3 separate regions of the Triticum aestivum genome follow, and regions 1 and 2 are each linked to region 3. The links are chromatin contacts, called in public Hi-C and HiCAR-type maps. All regions are on one chromosome and are shown on one strand. Each heading gives the region's core, a stretch centred on a gene start, on an enhancer-like site or on the middle of the called end of the contact. The rest is flanking DNA. Distances are from core to core; before and after follow the strand shown.

Region 1 (2,700 bases), core at 147-2,646, 830 kb after region 3:
GTCTTTTTGAGGTCCTTGTCCTCCTCCTCGGTGATCCGGGAGGCCTCGTCAAACACAGGGGCTGGGGTGGTGGTCTGGGAGCACGCGTACGCCTGCGCACAAGGCGGGGACTTGGAGCACGCGCATGAGGGGAAGCACATGCGGTGAAGTATGGCCGACGCCACTCGCCGTGCTCGTCGTGGAACCAAGTGTCCCAGAATGGCGAGGTGACGACGTATGTTGGGTCGCGACAGAGATACTTCGGGAGCTGATCTTGACAGCGATGTATCTCCAGCAGGAGCGCGCGACCAGTGGCCAGAACGGGAGGCACGGGCACCCACTCTGGGTCGAGGTGTCAATTGTCCGGCAGGTGGACGTCAGACCACAACACCAGTGTGGCCTCATCCCAATACTGTTGGCACTGCTCGACGCCGACGTAGATGTTGTCGCGGGCGGCGTCACGGCGAAACTTGCCACACGGTGGCGCGACCCCGAGAACTCAGAGGACGAGCCGACCTCGTTATTGGTCTTCCCTAGGACCCATTTCCACGGCATCTTGGCCGGTGGACGGTGGGGGAAAGCGGTGGCTAGGGTTTGTCGATCATTTGGTCGGTAGAGGTGAGGGAGAAGATCACAAAGTGCACTGGACGACCCTCCACCAGCACGTGTGGCATTAAAAAGAATCAGATGAACGGGGCCAGGGTGGCTGACATGGGGACCCTCCCACACACGTGGGACCCGTGGTGGTGATTCGGCTGCTGACCCACGTGCTTGAGGCAGACACCGAGAGGATGCACAACACGTCTGTCTCGTGTCTGCATGAATGTAAATTTGACTTAAACTTACGGCAGAAATGTGTGTCCATACAAACATGAGACGAACATATTTTGCGTTTGCGGCACCATGCTCAGCCATGATTTTTGGCCTCGCGGCGGATCAAACGGAGATGAAATGATATATATACGAGATGTGATCGATTAAATATAGCATCCTCTCAATATTAGTAGGTGAAACTTATCCATCCATATTTTTTGGCGGTACTTATCCATCCATTATTGTGGTTATATAAGTAAGAAAGATACTACAAAAGTGTAGACGCCTGAAAAGTTGGGTATCCTGTAGCGGGCGCGGCTGCCTCAACCCTGGCTGGCAGGCCCCGTTCAAATTTCGAAACCGCGGATGCGTGAGAGGGAGGGAGAAATGAATGGGTACGACCGTACGAGGAAGGATGCGAGAAATGGTTAACGGAAGTTTACCCCCTACCTGTGGCTGCGGACCTCACGATGGGAGTTACCCAGTTTGCCCCTGTCGCCCGTCCTCGTCAGTGGCTGCCAAGTAAATAGAGGTGCGTGGTCGTGGGCTCTCGTGTAATCTGGCGGGGCCTATATAAGGGGAGACGGGGCGGAGTGGTTATAAAACGCAGCCCCAAAAAACCAAAAGCAGACCAGAAAAATAAATACTCCCTACTCCAAAGAGAGAGAGATAGAGAGACTGGTTTTGGAGAGAGAAAGCGAAGTGGGGAGAGAGAGATAAGAAAAGGCAAACCCCTCCGTCGGCTAGAGCCAAGAGGAGAAGAAGGAAGCAGCAGCAGCTGGCGGCGGCGGCGGCCAAACCCTAGTCTACGTGCTGCGCCGCTGAGGGAGGAGACACGCGTGCGCCATCGGTCGGCGCCAGGAGCTGCAGATCCGCGGCCGGGCCGCCGGAATCGGGGGAGATCCCGCCGGGATGGGTCCGCTTGGGCTGTGACCTCGCTCCCGCCGCCCGTTTCGTCTCAGGGGTTTTCGCCCTGCTAGGGTTCTAAGCTACTCGTTGGTTGTTTGGTGCGGTTTTTTCGAGGGGCGGTTGGGGCCCTGCGCTGGTTTCTACGGAGATTTGGGAGGGGATCTGCCGCCAAGGCGGGAGTCCTCCTTCGTCGTGAGCGCTGGAGACGCAGGGCGGGATCGGGGGAGCCATGTCGTCGCTCAGCAGGGAGCTGGTCTTCCTCATCCTGCAGTTCCTCGACGAGGAAAAGTTCAAGGAGACGGTGCACAAGTAAGTGTCCTCGTCTCGTCTGGTTGATCAAGACAAAGTTTTGGAGCTATCTGGAGTTGTTGAAGCTGTTTTTTTTTTAACCCCCCGTCCATTTTGGTCGCGCAGGTTGGAGCAGGAATCGGGCTTCTACTTCAACATGAAGCACTTCGAGGACCTGGTCCAAGGTGGGGAGTGGGACGAGGTGGAGAGGTACCTCAGCGGCTTCACCAAGGTGGAGGACAACCGCTACTCCATGAAGATATTCTTTGAGATCCGCAAGCAGAAGTACCTTGAAGCCCTCGACAGGTAACTCATATTGAAGCCTCTCCTATCCTGCTCATTTGCTCAGGATCAACAGCGATTTGCAGGCGCTCAACTCAGTTTGCCTTTTGCAGGCATGATCGGGCCAAGGCAGTGGAGATACTCGTCAAGGATTTGAAGGTGTTTGCCTCCTTTAACGAGGAGCTGTTCAAGGAGATAACGCAGCTGCTGACTCTGGATAATTTTAGGTGTGGTGCCAATCGCTTGTTTGGAGCATTTTCGTAGAGCAGAATGCTTGTGCATTGTGCTAATGTGGATGTAATTCTGTCTAAATCACAAACAGGCAAAATGAGCAGCTGTCCAAATACGGGGATACAAAGTCAGCCCGGAATATCATGCTCATGGAGCTTAAGAAGCTTATTGAGGCAAACCCTCTGTTCCGAGACAAGC
Region 2 (2,700 bases), core at 51-2,550, 550 kb after region 3:
GGCAGAAGCCCTAGACATTCGGACAGTTGATTCATCACCCTTCGCTGCCGTCATCGGGGATACAAAATACCGGCTCAAACTTTGGTTTTCTAAACATGTAATTAAATTCTGCCGTCGTAGTGCTAATTCAGTTGCTTATGAGTTAGCAAGTCTGGGACGTATGTACCCTGAAAACTATGGGGTCGAGTGAAAGTCTGATGTACCAGCCCAAGTGGATGTTTGTGTGGCAGGTGATATGCCCGAGCACCGTTAAGAAAGCGTTGCTTTGCTTTCAAAAAAAAAAAAGTCCCTCCGTCACACGTCACAGTTTACACGACACGCTTCAATTCTCATGCATTTCCACCACATAGGGATTTTAGACGTGTTTGGTTTAATGCCTAATTAATTAGGACATGATAACTGCAATCAAGCCCACAATTTTCTCTCTATGCCGGTGTGTACGCCGGTGAAATAAATGCATGCATGTGTGTATGTTCAGTGGAAGCACTCTACGTATGTGTGTATGCATTAATTTCTCCAGTAATTAGGTGCCATGGTATAACTCCCGAAACTATTTTCGAGTCCAATCACTAGTTACTTTGGTCCCAGAGATTGTTGAAGCGTGTCATGTATACCGTGATGGAGGGAGTACTAGCGTGTGGATTGATAAATTACAGATATTATCTGTACATTTCTCCACAATTATCGCTTGTCGACTTCCCACGGTGCTTGAGAAAGCAGCAAAGTGCGAACCAACCTCTGGTTGAGATGGTTAGGTGGACAGTGGTATCTCCAACTCACCAGGGTTTAAATCCTAGTGCTCGCATTTATCCTGGATTTATTTCAGAAATTCCGGCGATACACTTTCAATGGGAGAAGACGTTCCCGTCGACTACGAGGCGCCTACGTTGACTTCGTAAAATCTTAAAATAATATGCCGGTTCAGTCTGTCAAAGGTGCTCATAGGGATAGGGTGTGCATGTGTATGTGTGCGTTTATAAATGTGAGTGTATGCACGTTTATATGAGCGCTTGCGTCTGTACTGTGTTAAAAAAAAAGCAGCAAAGCAGCGCCCCAGGCACAGAAGATCTCTCTTCTCACGCATGTGATCCCCACTGCCGCGCAGATACGGACGGCCGCGATCTGAGCCCCACCACCCCAAAAGGACCGTGGATTCCCTTAGGCCTTTTCCTGAAGTGCCCCTCCACGACTTCCGAGACAAACTCCCGATCAGTGGCTCGATACGCAATTACCCACACCCCCCATGCCCTCATCCACTCGAGCTTGCCCGTGCTACAGCCCTGGCGGCGGGGTCCACTAGGAGAACGGTCAAAGCAAGGAGCGGCATGTGATACAGGCAGTGCGTGGCACACGCCACGTGTCGGAACGCCAATGGCACGTGCGACGTGTAGGTGGAAAATTTTCATCCGTCTTTTATTCTGCTTTCCTTTGTGAGAAGCGCGAAATTAATTCGGTGATGGAACCCGACGTATGGATGGGTGGACGCGGTGCTAGCCAGTTGTCAGATAAGCTCCTCTACTTATATAAGGGGAGGTGATATGAGAACCTGTTTATAGCGTGTTAAAGGCTCGGCAGCTCCTCCCCTACTACACCGCAGAGGGAAAGCGACGGATCTGGAAATCCAGAATAATTGCCACCGGGACCTGCCCTGCGCTACACGCACCAAAGACGCCCACACGCTATAGCGTCCTCTTTTTTTTTTCCTTTTCTTCTCGAGAATAGGACACATATCTATTATAAACAACAACTACCGCTGCTAGAATGACCATCGATGTCGCCGCTCCCCTACCGTAGCCAGATTGACCATGCCGATGACACTTGGGATGTATTCGTGCGCGTGCCCTTAAGGACCAATGCTCCCTAAGCCGAATCATGCCATTGAACCATTGAACCGAGGTTGATCCAACACAAAGGTGCGTGTGCCCTTAAGGAGCTCTCCTGGCTGGAGTGATGGACAACACAAAGGTTGTTGTCGCTGGCCCGGGTTCGAGTCTCCTCATTCTCCTATAAGAATAAGACAGGGGGCTTCTTTCCCTCTGTTCTCATTCTTTTTTTAACCCTTAAACCGTTTTGAAGTGACCCACATCAAATCTTGTTGTCATGTACACATGACGAGAAGTTCTAACCTCATCGCTCCCAAAGAGACAACATAAATCTATGTCGAAGCTCTCTCGACTTCGGCCCATTGGACAAACTCAAGGAGGATCAGATTCCGAAAGATTGACTTGAAGATGAACCATCACCATCCATCCGAACGCCGCCCTATGTCAAAATGAAATAACGTAAACTACTGTCCAAAGCCAAGGTATCGAGAAACACCTCCCCTACATCGGTCGTCTAAGTGGCCAATGGAGAGGAAATGGATCCACAAGTTCACCCGCAAAGCTTGAGCCCTCGTTTGGCATGCAAGTATTGGCCATGTTTTTAAAGGATTATCCACGCGGGGCCCATAAGCTCCCAAAAAATTGGAAGGCTATTTGTTACATGGCTTTTCCAACGGCCCAACCCTCCCACCCGCTAATAGAGGCCAAGGTGTCCCGATGTTTCGATGAGATAGCTATCATTTTCTGTGGAAGTTGACTTTGATGATCTGACTACAAAACGTGCGATGACATTGCACCTTAGCAATCGCTAAACCAACTCTGAGAGGCTATTGACCATGCCGGAGCACGATCAACCTTACCACTAGGGTCTATTTCC
Region 3 (2,700 bases), core at 108-2,607:
GCTCGGGAGCCAAAATCCATGTCCTACTCCATCAACAATTTTCTGATAAAAGGTCTCCCTGCAGTGATTTTAACTAAAGCAGTAAAATATGGTTAAAGAATAACAAAGCATCGAAGGCAACTTATTTTGGAAGAAGGAATAAATATACACAAAGGAGTGCAGTGATTCGGTGCCCAGGCTCATCTGCACCCGACCAGAAAAAAATTCGAAACAAATACGAGAAAAATTCAAACACATCCATTTTTTTACCCATGGTAGACAATTTATTGCGTGAGGTTCGCTCCATATATTAGCTCATTTGGACATCGGAGTAACTCTAAGTAAAAAAGACAAATCAGGTCAAAACAGTACGTGAACAACAAACTGTTTTATAGACCCCCGAATTTGTCATTTTTGCCGATAGTTTCTCATTTGTCCAAATCATTTGAAAATTGGGTCGGACCTCATGCACCAAATTGTCTACCATGTATAAAAACACTAGATCGAATTTATTACTCCCTCCTATCCATATTAATACTATAAAGTTGTATTAAGTGTGCGTCTATTAATATGGATCAGAGGGAGTACCATTTTTATTAGCTCGGGAGCCAAAATCAATGTCCTGGTCTATCAACAATTTTCTGATAAAAGGTCTCCGTGCAGTGATTTTAACTAAAGCAGTAAAATGTGGTTAAAGAATAACAAAGCATTGAAGGCGGCTTATTTTGGAAGAAAAAAAATGATTTTTTTAATTTTTTTTTACTATTTGTCTTAAATTTTTGATTCAACACGGGTGTAGATGAACCCGAGCTCAGAAAAGGATTCTCGTACACAAAGCTTTTATACTACTACTAAAAATGCTTCCGACAAAAGAAAACAAAACTGTGTACAACATGATGTGTGGGCTGGGCCGGCCACTCCAACGGCTAGATAGGGAGAGGTGTCCAGATGATGCGAACGGAGGACAGAAACTTTCGACACCATCCACCTATACTAGCAGCTGGATACCATACCACGCTCTCTCAACCACAGCTTCCCTCTCCCTGCAGCGACAGCAAAGAAGCGTACAGGTCCAGGCTTTAAAAAGACCCCCTCCTTTCGCAGCAACTCACTCCCCGACATATCGCGCCTCCCTCTCCACGACACGCTTCCCAGTCTCCCCGCCCTCTGGCCTTGCCGACACGAAACGATCCACAATCCACACGAGATAAATCGCGAGAGACTGCGGCGCTAAGCACGAGACGGGCCGGGCGAGTGGTGGTTGGTCCCCACGCAAAGGACGTCGTCGTCCTCGGCCCACGTTCCTCGGCCCCACCCAGGGCGTGCGGACGGTTCTGCCCCTGCGCTCCTTGCAGTTCGTTGGCCCAGGGGCAGTCCCGTCACTCCGCCGGAGTGTACGTCCGGCCCTGTCACGTCGTGCTCTCTCTCCTCCTGCTGCCTCTGCTCTGCGCAAGAGAGAGAGTGTGTGACAGCGACCGATGGAGAGAGATGGGTGGGAAGAAAAAGAGGAGAGGGAAAGGGATGGGGATGGGGTGCAACGTCACAAGTGATTCGGTTCACTGCTCCCGCGGCAGGTCCGTGCCCCCGTACGCGGCATGTTGCTAAGCTATGGGTACACCAGGTTCGACCTCTACACGTTGGACCTCCCGCGGTGGAAATGTCATGCCTATTTCGATGCAATTATGAAAGGTGTTTAGATAAGGTGCTAACATAAAAAGCCTTAGTTTCTTAAGAGCAATTATTAATAATATAGTCAGCACTTTGGAAAAAATAGCCGACCGCTGGCTGTATAATTAGTGAAATATTTTTCACTTTCTTTCTTTTTGCTAAACTCATCTTACCTACTCCCTCCTTCCATCTATATAGGGCCTAATACGTTTTTCAAGGCTAGCTTTGACCAAATATTAGAGCAATAATATATGACATGCAACTTACACAAAGTACATTGTCAAATTCGTATGTGAAAGGAGTTTTCAATGATATAATTTTCACATTATGCATGTCATGTATTATTAATCTTGTCAATAGTCAAAGGATGTCTTAAAAACGCATTAGGCCCTATATAGATGGAAGGAGGGAGTAGGAGTATGTGTAGAGATTGACTATTGCATAAGAGCTCACTTCCCTTTTTTGACTGCCTCTCTTTTTCGAATAGGCAAAACTGCCATGTAAACTGGCTTATAACCCATTATTGTAATTGTTGTAATCTTCTTTTGTTTAATTGTTTAACAGACAAACTTTTCATGCATAATTATTTTGTCTAGGTTCGCATGTTTGACATCATTTCTTTTTGGATAATCATAGTGCTCTCTCTCCTGTTTAATTGTTTTGCCATGTCGTTTTTAGCCTATATGGTATTTTTACCATATGTACACACTAGAATAGCTAGAAAGAGCCTAAGAGTGCCATACATTGTCATCTAAGTAGAAATGTGATGTAGCATTGTAATTAATAATATGAGAGAGCGTTATAACACATATTAGGGAAACTTTCCATGCATAATTGTCTAAACTTTCCTTTGTTTAATTGTTTAGCCATCAAACTTTTCACGCATAATTCTTTTGTCCAGATTCGCATGTTTGGCATCATTTCTTTCTGGGTCATTATAGTGCCCTCTCTCTCATGTTTAATTGTTTTGTCATGTTTTTTTTGCCTATACGGTATTCTTACCACATGTACACCCTGGAACAACTAGAAAGAGCCTAAGAGTACCACGCATTG

The links. A called contact is a pair of places that touch in the nucleus more often than the background predicts. HiCAR-type assays count read pairs that join an accessible place to other places.
Region 1: a contact with region 3 is called in a Hi-C map of leaf, with 6 times the contacts expected there. The contact joins the promoter of LOC123147107 here to the enhancer-like site in region 3. A contact is called at or near these places in 4 of 5 Hi-C or Micro-C datasets (leaf and an unstated tissue) and 1 of 1 datasets of contacts at active chromatin or transcription factors (leaf).
Region 2: a contact with region 3 is called in a HiCAR-type map of leaf, with 7 times the contacts expected there. The contact joins two enhancer-like sites. A contact is called at or near these places in 2 of 5 Hi-C or Micro-C datasets (leaf and an unstated tissue) and 1 of 1 datasets of contacts at active chromatin or transcription factors (leaf).

The regions. Positions count from the first base shown.
Region 1 is chr7A:398,340,925-398,343,624 of IWGSC CS RefSeq v2.1, forward strand. LOC123147107 (protein TOPLESS-RELATED PROTEIN 2) reads left to right here and starts at 1,397. Exons shown (of 25, transcript XR_006473053.1): 1 at 1,397-2,010; 2 at 2,116-2,295; 3 at 2,385-2,498; 4 at 2,594-2,700.
Region 2 is chr7A:398,063,966-398,066,665 of IWGSC CS RefSeq v2.1, forward strand. No RefSeq gene overlaps it. Among protein-coding and RNA genes, the nearest start is that of LOC123148554, 150 kb to the left of the region's middle. Within about 2 kb of position 1,301, at least 7 of the 8 cell types and tissues checked have an H3K27ac peak or open chromatin away from gene starts, as enhancers often do. A contact at or near this core is called in leaf, where this site is marked.
Region 3 is chr7A:397,514,859-397,517,558 of IWGSC CS RefSeq v2.1, forward strand. No RefSeq gene overlaps it. Among protein-coding and RNA genes, the nearest start is that of LOC123147090, 18 kb to the left of the region's middle. Within about 2 kb of position 1,358, at least 8 of the 8 cell types and tissues checked have an H3K27ac peak or open chromatin away from gene starts, as enhancers often do. A contact at or near this core is called in leaf, where this site is marked.